2 separate regions of the Macaca fascicularis genome follow, and region 1 is linked to region 2. A link is a contact called in public Hi-C data. All regions are on one chromosome and are shown on one strand. Each heading gives the region's core, a stretch centred on a gene start, on an enhancer-like site or on the middle of the called end of the contact. The rest is flanking DNA. Distances are from core to core; before and after follow the strand shown. Region 1 holds the start of SLC25A51 (solute carrier family 25 member 51). Region 2 holds the start of SHB (SH2 domain containing adaptor protein B).

Region 1 (3,884 bases), core at 588-3,087, 160 kb after region 2:
AGATGGATCCGGAATCCAAAAATAGAGGGTTTTCATCCCCAACATTCATATGCCCAAGAAGAGCCAATGAAGGGCCTGGGGGTTTCTGACAAGGAACAGAGAGCTGGAGGCGCAGAGAGGCCTGTGCTGTGACTGCAGCATAAAAGAAGCAGACTGGCTCAGCTCCAGACCTGAGCTTTCCCGTTAGCCCGGGATTTTCTGAGTCTGGTGTGCCCCAATTGTGTGTTTCAGTCTTTTCCTTCTTGTTCAGGTTTTACCACAGGAGAATAACCTCTCCATTCTAATCTGAAATTAATTATTTATGCTTATGAACACGCTGGATGCCTGCCTGGTTTATTTATTTTTCGAATAATACATCTGAATAGGCATTCACACAAGACAGGGCAAACATAATTTTGAGGCAAAGGCCCTTTCCAACTGTTGTCCGATTAATTGTTCTAAGCCATTGTGTAGCCTTATCCTTATCCTGTGGAGTCCAAAATTTATCCCTCGCATACTAATTAGATGGCAGGTGCCTGTGTCTGACAGTCAAGATTCGCACTATCCAGCCCCACCACCTGACCCTTACAGTCTTATCTCCCGCTGCTATGAGTTTCTCCACTGGGCCAAACTCCACCCATCCACCCTCCAAGGCCCAGTTCAAACGTCTACTCTGTGAAGCCATCTCTGGATCTCCCTCGAGGGGGGAGGCCCCCCATGCTTCTGAATTTCCACTCTTTTGTTTTTGTAGCCTTCATCAGACGCTAAGCTCCCCAGGACCTTGCACGCAGTAGGTTCCTCAATGGAGCGTTTGCTGGAATAGGGGAGCCTGGTCTCCAGCTTCCCGAGAGGCAGCTAAGCACGGCAGCCAAAGCGGAGCTGGGCAAAGACCAGACCCGCTTTTGGAGTGTCTACAAAGTGCTCTCGGGGGAAGGGGGCACGCGGCGAACGTCGCCCACCCGGAGCCGATCCCCCCAAGAACGCTTCACTGGGGTGGGGTTACTGCTTGGGCTGTCCCCAAGCACAGTGCACACACTTCACACATCCACAAGCCTCCTGAAACGCCTCTCCCCTCAGACCGACCTTTCCGTTTCCTTCAACGCCTCCCATCTATTGTGTGCGTTCCAGTTTCCAACTGAGAGTCAGAACCCTCATTTCCAGAGTCTCCTACAACAGCCCGGGGACGCACACAAGGCACGGGTTACTTTTCAGACGGGGATTTGGGGCTCAGGGTCCAGCGACTCGTCCAAGGTCACTCTCAAGAAGTATGAGGGCTATGACTTTGACCCAGGCCTTCTAACTCCCCGGGCAGCGCTCCTTCCAAGCCCCCCGCAAGCGGTCTGAGCTTCGAAGGAAAAAGAGTTAAAACGTTTAAAAGTGATTCGTATGTTCCAAAGCACGCACAAAGTGTGTTCTTCTGTGAACTGCGGAATGGGTCGCTGATAAAAGATCCCTCTGAAGGTTTGAAGATACCCAACAAGGCTCCACAGAGGGCACTTTGGAGTCTTCCGCGAAGGCGCTAGCCCCCTAAAACCGACAATGCCCCTAAAACCGACAATGCCCAGACGCCCCCTGCAGGCAGCGCGCTAGAGAACGCGCGTTGGCTGTTTCTGGCACGCTGAGGCCACCGTACGGCATTAAGGGTGAAGCATCGAGGCTAGCAGAGCCCGCAACCTGACAGGTGTACTGGCGTGGCCCTCTACCTGCCCCGCCGCGGCGGCCTGCGGCCAGGAAAAGCAGGCTGGCGACATCTGGCGGGCCGCGGGCCGCGGGCCGAGGGAGAGGAGGCGGGGCGGCGTCTCCCTCACGTGACCCCAACGGCGCCTGGCGCGTAGTTCTGCGCCCCAGCCCCTGGGTCGGTCACGGTCTGCGCCTGCGCGGGCGCCGGCTCGCTATCGGTCCTGCAGGACGCGGGTGGCGATGGGTGAGTGCGGGGCGGGCGTGGGGAAGCACCGGGTTCCCGTAGCAAGAGGTTGGAGGGAGGGGAAATGCGCCGAAGGCCCGGTTGGGGTAGCCTGCCGCCCTGGGGGCCCATCCCCGTCTTCTGCGCGCTCCAGCTGCGCTGGCTCGGCCCCTGCGGGCCCCACCCAGGCGGCGCGCACTGAATCAGTTCTGAGCCTCCTCGGCTCCCGGCTCCCCCGCTTGCCCCGGGTGTTTGTCCGGCTGCTGGGCGACCTTTCCCGCGAAGGCGTTGTCCCTTCATTCGGGCGCGCCCGGGGCTGGGGAGTCACCTCCCTAGTGCACAGGAACCGCAGGGGTGGGGAGGAGCCAGGCGCTACCTGCACCCGGGGGAAAGCGGGGCTGGCACCGCGCAAGGGCCCTTGCCTCCCGGGAGACTGGGATTTCTGCCTCACCTCGGGACCCCTGGCTGTGGAGTGTCAGAGACGGAAGAGGACTTAGTGATCTTGTCCAACCCCCTCCCCGCTTTTCACAGGTTGGGGAAATGGACGCCTGGAGAACGGTAAGTTCAGCTACATAACCTGGCAGTGCTTGTTCTGCGACACCATGTTGCATCACGTTGTAGGAAGCTCACTTGTACAAGGATTTTCGGGGACGATGGTGGTGGTGGTGTTAGTCTCCATCCATTATTTAGTGTTCAGTTTAGCTAGATGGAGTATGTCAGCACCTCAACTTTCTGCATAACCTTTGTTTTGCACCTCACAGCTCTACCTAGCTGATCTTAATTCCCACCTTCTGTTTCTCTCTACTTGTAATCTGTGAAACAGAAGCCCTTGAAATGTGTAGTGACCTTGCCATTTTGAGCTTCCTCTGCCTGTGCTTTGAAAGGATTCCGTAGGATCAAAAGATGCTTGGACTCTTGAGGTCCCATAGTGGTTCAGAGCACAGGTTACCGCTTTGGAACTGGGGTCACCCTTAGCGTATCTCAGGGGAAAATAAGCTAGGAGTTGATTTGTCTGATCTCTCATTTGGTAAAGGAAAGCAAACTCAGATTAGTGGATTTTAAAATCAGATATTGCTTTGTCTTTGTATTGGCAAGATAGTGTCATAACTAGGGCTAGACCCAGGCTGATCTTGTTCTGAATGCTGACTCAGACCTGCTGACTAGTGGAAATTCACATCCTTTGAGAATTGGAGTCACCCTCTCCCCAGTTTTTGCAGAGACCTTTGTATTTGAATCATATCTGGATCATGCTGATCCATGTAGGCTGTACATTACAGTCAGGTTTTAGACTTTACACTGTTTTCTTAGTCACAGGAGCTTGACACTTGTAGTTGCTTGAAAGTCAAGTTCATTAACTGCTCCCTTATGATGAGATAGTTTTACGTAGCACACAAGCGTAAAGTTATGGTAAATAAATTTTGCAATAAATTGCAAAGAATTATCCACATTAATGAATAAAAGTATAAAGATCAATTTAGCAAAGAAATTTAACTATGTTCACAGTATAGGTAAACATGCAAAATTCTAAACTGCACTACCAAATAATGCTGTGCACATTATCCTTCTATTGCTAAATTAAGAACCTGTTCACACTATCCTGGTGTGTAGGATTAAACTAGAGAAAAAGCTTTAAATCTGTGAAGTCCGAGAGGGTTTCATAACATTTTTTTTTTCCCCATCTAGGCCTGTTTTTTAAATCTGAGAATCTTAATGTACAGTAATGTTCTTAAAATAGTTTGATATGGTGGTCAATAAATGGTTAACTTCTGTTAGCTGTAATTTTCCGCTTGTTTAATAACAGTCCCCATTCTCAGAGTCATAAATAAACTAACCTTTATTTGCAAAATTTCAGAAAGTAATACAAGTAACATTCCAGTAAAAGTGAACATGGACAAGATTTTTATTGTTGTTCATATACACAAATAACTTGGCTTGTCCTGTCAAGGAGCGTATGTAAACAGCTTGTAGGTGGTGACTTTAGAATGTAAAATATTTCGTGTGC
Region 2 (4,178 bases), core at 425-2,924:
TTTGACCTCCACTTCCAGCGTGGCCAGAACTACAATGTGATCAAAAGAGCCCCTGGCCTTGCTGTCTGCCCTCACAGTTCCCGCTGTTACTACAGGATAGCGGAAAAACAGACTCCCCCAAATCACATCTATAATAGATGGACAGCAAATGCAGATTCTTGATTCGGGCTATTGTTTTAGTAAATCAACATTCTTAAGAGAATTTCTCAGCTCTCAGCTGCCCACATCTCAGAGTTAAGTCACATTTTGGGGCTTGCCCAGGCAAATTCAAAGCAGCACCAGGCACTAGTGGCAGCTACTTCATCTTCAGGCAGCATTTCCCTCTCAACAGGGAGCATGCCACCTCCCCTAGGTGCAGATCCCAGGAAAAGTTACACTGAGCAAATTGGGCCACTCCTTGGGCCTATTTCCCCAATTTTGGTTAATAATCAAAGGATGATCTGAAATCGCAAAGAAGAGACTCTTGGAAAAGACATAATTGTGGTGCCACCAGATTTAGGAACTGGCATCCAAGTCCACCTGTGTGACTTTCCCCTGGGCCTCAGTTTCTCCATCTGTAAAATGAGGTCATTTTATTTTTTTTGAGACGCAGTCTGGCTCTGTTGCCCAGGCCGGAGTGAAGTGGTGTGATCTCGGCTCACTGCAACCTCTGCCTCAGCCTCCCGAGTAGCTGGGATTACAGGTGCCTGCCACCACACCTGGCTAATTTTTCTATTTTTACAGCGGGGTTTCACCATCTTGGCCAGGCTAGTATTGAACTTCTGACCTCGTGATCCACCCGCCTCAGCCTCCCAAAGTGTTGGGATTATAGGCGTGAGCCACCGCACCCGGCCGAGTTCCTGTATTAAATGGAGCCCTGCCAGCCCCTACAACATAAGGCATTAAACGTTCCCACAACTTGCTCCGCCAGGCTGGCAGTGAACAGGGCTAAAGCCTCGACTTCCTCAGAGGTGAAAAGGTAAGCAAACATTCCGACCTCCCCTAGACTTGCTCTCGGATTGGTGCTGGGCCCGGCTCCCACCGCCTATCCCGGCCACATCCGTCATCTGGACTGCTAATACACTCATTAGCATAAAGATTCCTCCGAAGACCCGGTGCACGGGGCTGAACCGGAGTCTGTCCCTTTAAGGAAAAGGGGGACAGCCAGTCTGTCCCTAAGGACACTCGGCACTGCATTTCCTCCACACGGGCCACGCTGTAAACTAGAAAGGTTGCGTGTTAATCCACCCCCACTCCTCAACCCCGACAGGGGGATCCTTGGAGTGAACAACGCGCGGGGTCCCGGAGGACTGCGGACAGGTTTGGCCTCTGCGCGTAGCAGGCTCCGCCAGGCAACCTCTCGCCCGAGGCAGCGGCGAGCAGCAAGCTAGGCGGAGCCGGCTGCGCGGCGGGACCCCGGCGCCCTGGGGCACGACCCTGGTGCTGGCGCCTGGGCGGCCGCGGGAGGTGGCGCGTGCCGGAGCGGAGAGGTGCGCCCACCCCAGGCCCGGGCGCGAGGGAGGCGGGGCTTGGGCCGCGGCCCCGGGCCAGGCTCGCGGGGTGGGCGGTGCTGGGTCTGCGGGGGCGGACGGGGGGCGGGGCGCGCGCGGGCTCCGGGAGGGCGGGACGGCGGCGCGGGGCGGGCTCTGGCGGCCTGAGTGTCACACACGCGGCGGCTCGGGAGGCGGCGGCGGCAGTGGCAGCGACAGGCGCCGCCGGGACGGGCACGGGCGCGCGGGCTCGGGCGGGCGCCGGCTGCCTCCCTCCGTCGCTCGCTGTCTCTCCCGGCCGCGTTCTCCTCGGCTGCGCGGCAGAGCTCGCCCCAGCGCTCGCAGGAAGGAAGAAGGGAGCCGAGGACGCCGAGAAGTTCCCGCGGCAGCCGCAGATCCCGGCCAAGGCGGAGGCTGCGGCTCCGACGGGGCAGGAGCGCGCTCCACGGCGGGGGGCTCACGGCCACAGGGTCCGCGGCGGTAGCGCTCGGACCTTCCGCTCTCCCCCGGGCCGTGGGCCGGGACCCCATGAGACGCGCCCACGAGGGGCGCGAGATCCCTAGCTCGGGCGGCGCTAGGCGGAGGGCGGTGCTGCAGCTGCCGGAGCCAGAGAGCTGCCGGCAGGAGGCGGCGGCGGCGAGAACTTGAACTTGGCGTCGCGAGCGGGCGCCCCGGACGCCCCCCGCCGGGGCCGGGGCGCCGAGGGACCTGCGCGGCAGCGCTGCCCCCCGAATGGCCGCGGCGGCGGACCGGGCTCCCACGCCGCGGCCCTAGGCGGCCTCTCGCCATGGCCAAGTGGCTAAACAAGTACTTCAGCTTGGGCAACAGCAAGACCAAGAGCCCACCGCAGCCGCCGCGGCCAGACTACCGCGAGCAGCGGCGCCGGGGCGAGCGGCCCTCGCAGCCCCCCCAGGCCGTGCCGCAGGCCTCCTCCGCTGCTTCGGCGTCCTGCGGTCCGGCCACCGCCTCCTGCTTCTCGGCCTCCTCGGGCTCCCTGCCCGACGACAGCGGCAGCACCAGCGACCTCATCCGCGCCTACCGCGCGCAGAAGGAACGCGACTTCGAGGACCCCTACAACGGACCTGGCTCGTCGCTGCGCAAACTGCGCGCCATGTGCCGCCTGGACTACTGCGGCGGCGGCGGCGGGGAGCCAGGCGGGGTGCAGCGCGCCTTTTCGGCCTCGTCCGCGTCGGGCGCCGCGGGCTGTTGCTGCGCCTCCTCGGGCGCGGGGGCCGCCGCGTCGTCGTCCTCCTCCTCCGGCTCCCCGCACCTCTACCGCAGCAGCAGCGAGCGGCGGCCCGCCACGCCGGCCGAGGTGCGCTACATCTCCCCCAAGCACCGCCTCATCAAAGTGGAGAGCGCGGCGGGCGGCGGGGCCGGGGACCCCCTGGGGGGCGCCTGCGCGGGCGGCCGCACCTGGAGCCCGACGGCTTGCGGAGGCAAGAAACTGCTCAACAAGTGCGCCGCCTCAGCCGCGGAGGAGAGCGGGGCCGGCAAGAAGGACAAGGTAAGGTGCCCCTTGGCCTCTTCCCGAGGTTCCAAAAGAGCCACGGTGCGCACGGGGAAACCAAGGCACCCACCGCTCTGGTGTCGAGTCCCTACTTCAGCTTCGGCCTAGGACCCTGGGTCGGGGCTGGCGTGCTGCTTCCCCGGTTCTGCCCCCTCCCGCTCGCTTTTCCTGGGACCGGCGGCCTCCTGACACCACCGCTTTCGCCGCTGCTCCCAGAACGTCTCCTCTCTGAGCCCACAGCCCGAGCGAGAGCGCCCGGCCCAGCCTTGTCCCAGGAAGACGGACCCAGCCAGCCCTTCCGGCTGCCAAGGAGTAAAGTCAGAGTCAGAGCTGTCAAGGACTTCAAAGAGCTTTGACTCCTGACTCCCCTTACTCCAGCCTCCACCCTCCGCTCACGCTCTAGGTGGGGAACTGAGGTCCAGAGCAAGGAAGGGACTCGCCCAATATTACACAGCATTCTTGGTGGCAGATCTGGACCGGCTGTCTCCAGCGTGTATATGTAAATCCCTCGCGGCTGCCCTGCCCGGCCCTGCCCCGCCCCGCCCCACCCCGCCCCACCCCACCCCCAGCTCCAGGTTTCCAAATTCGGGCTGCCTGGTACCGGAGCTGCTCCGGGAACCTCCACGCGTGCTTTTCCGGTTGAAATGCGCTGCCTCCAAGAGCGCTCCTCACCGAACCCGTCAGTTCCTGCCGCTGCGCGCGGGAGGGGGTCAGCCTATCAGGCCCGGCTGGAAGGAGACCCCACCCCTCCTATCCTCACCTGCTTCCTTCCTGACCTCAACCCTACCCCATACGGTACCAGGAACACGGGGGCGGGGGGACTTTGTGACAACCCCCTTCCTAACGCATTAGGCCATCTAGTTCCCTCCCTTTGAAGCAGACGAGTTAATTACAGCCAGACTAGGCCCCCTCCTCCTCCTTCACACTCCTGTGAAGCCCTCCCTTCCCCCATAAAATAATACTTGTTCTGTCTACTTCTGGTGGAAGGCAGTGTTTTGATTAAATCTGAGGCCCGGTGGGAGAGCTTCTTCCTTCTCAGCGCCCTGGTCCGTGTCTGTTGTTCTCCCCACCTTCTTCCCCCAAAGATAAACCTTTGCCCAGGCCTGGGCTGGGGGAGACAGATTAAGAGTCTGAGTTCCTTTTAGGACTGGACGTCCAGACAGCAGTGAGGCAGGCTCTTACCTGCCAGCTGGTGCCTG

What was found. Hi-C and Micro-C count contacts between places; a contact is called where the count stands out from the background.
Region 1: a Hi-C map of liver shows a contact between it and region 2, with 2.4 times the contacts expected there. The contact joins the promoter of SLC25A51 here to the promoter of SHB in region 2. A contact is called at or near these places in 2 of 2 Hi-C or Micro-C datasets (liver and skeletal muscle).

What each region holds. Positions count from the first base shown.
Region 1 is chr15:61,414,971-61,418,854 of T2T-MFA8v1.1, forward strand. SLC25A51 (solute carrier family 25 member 51) reads left to right here and starts at 1,838. Exons shown (of 5, transcript XR_012424549.1): 1 at 1,838-1,903; 2 at 2,414-2,440.
Region 2 is chr15:61,250,184-61,254,361 of T2T-MFA8v1.1, forward strand. SHB (SH2 domain containing adaptor protein B) reads left to right here and starts at 1,675. Exons shown (of 6, transcript XM_005581249.5): 1 at 1,675-2,976. The coding sequence starts at 2,257.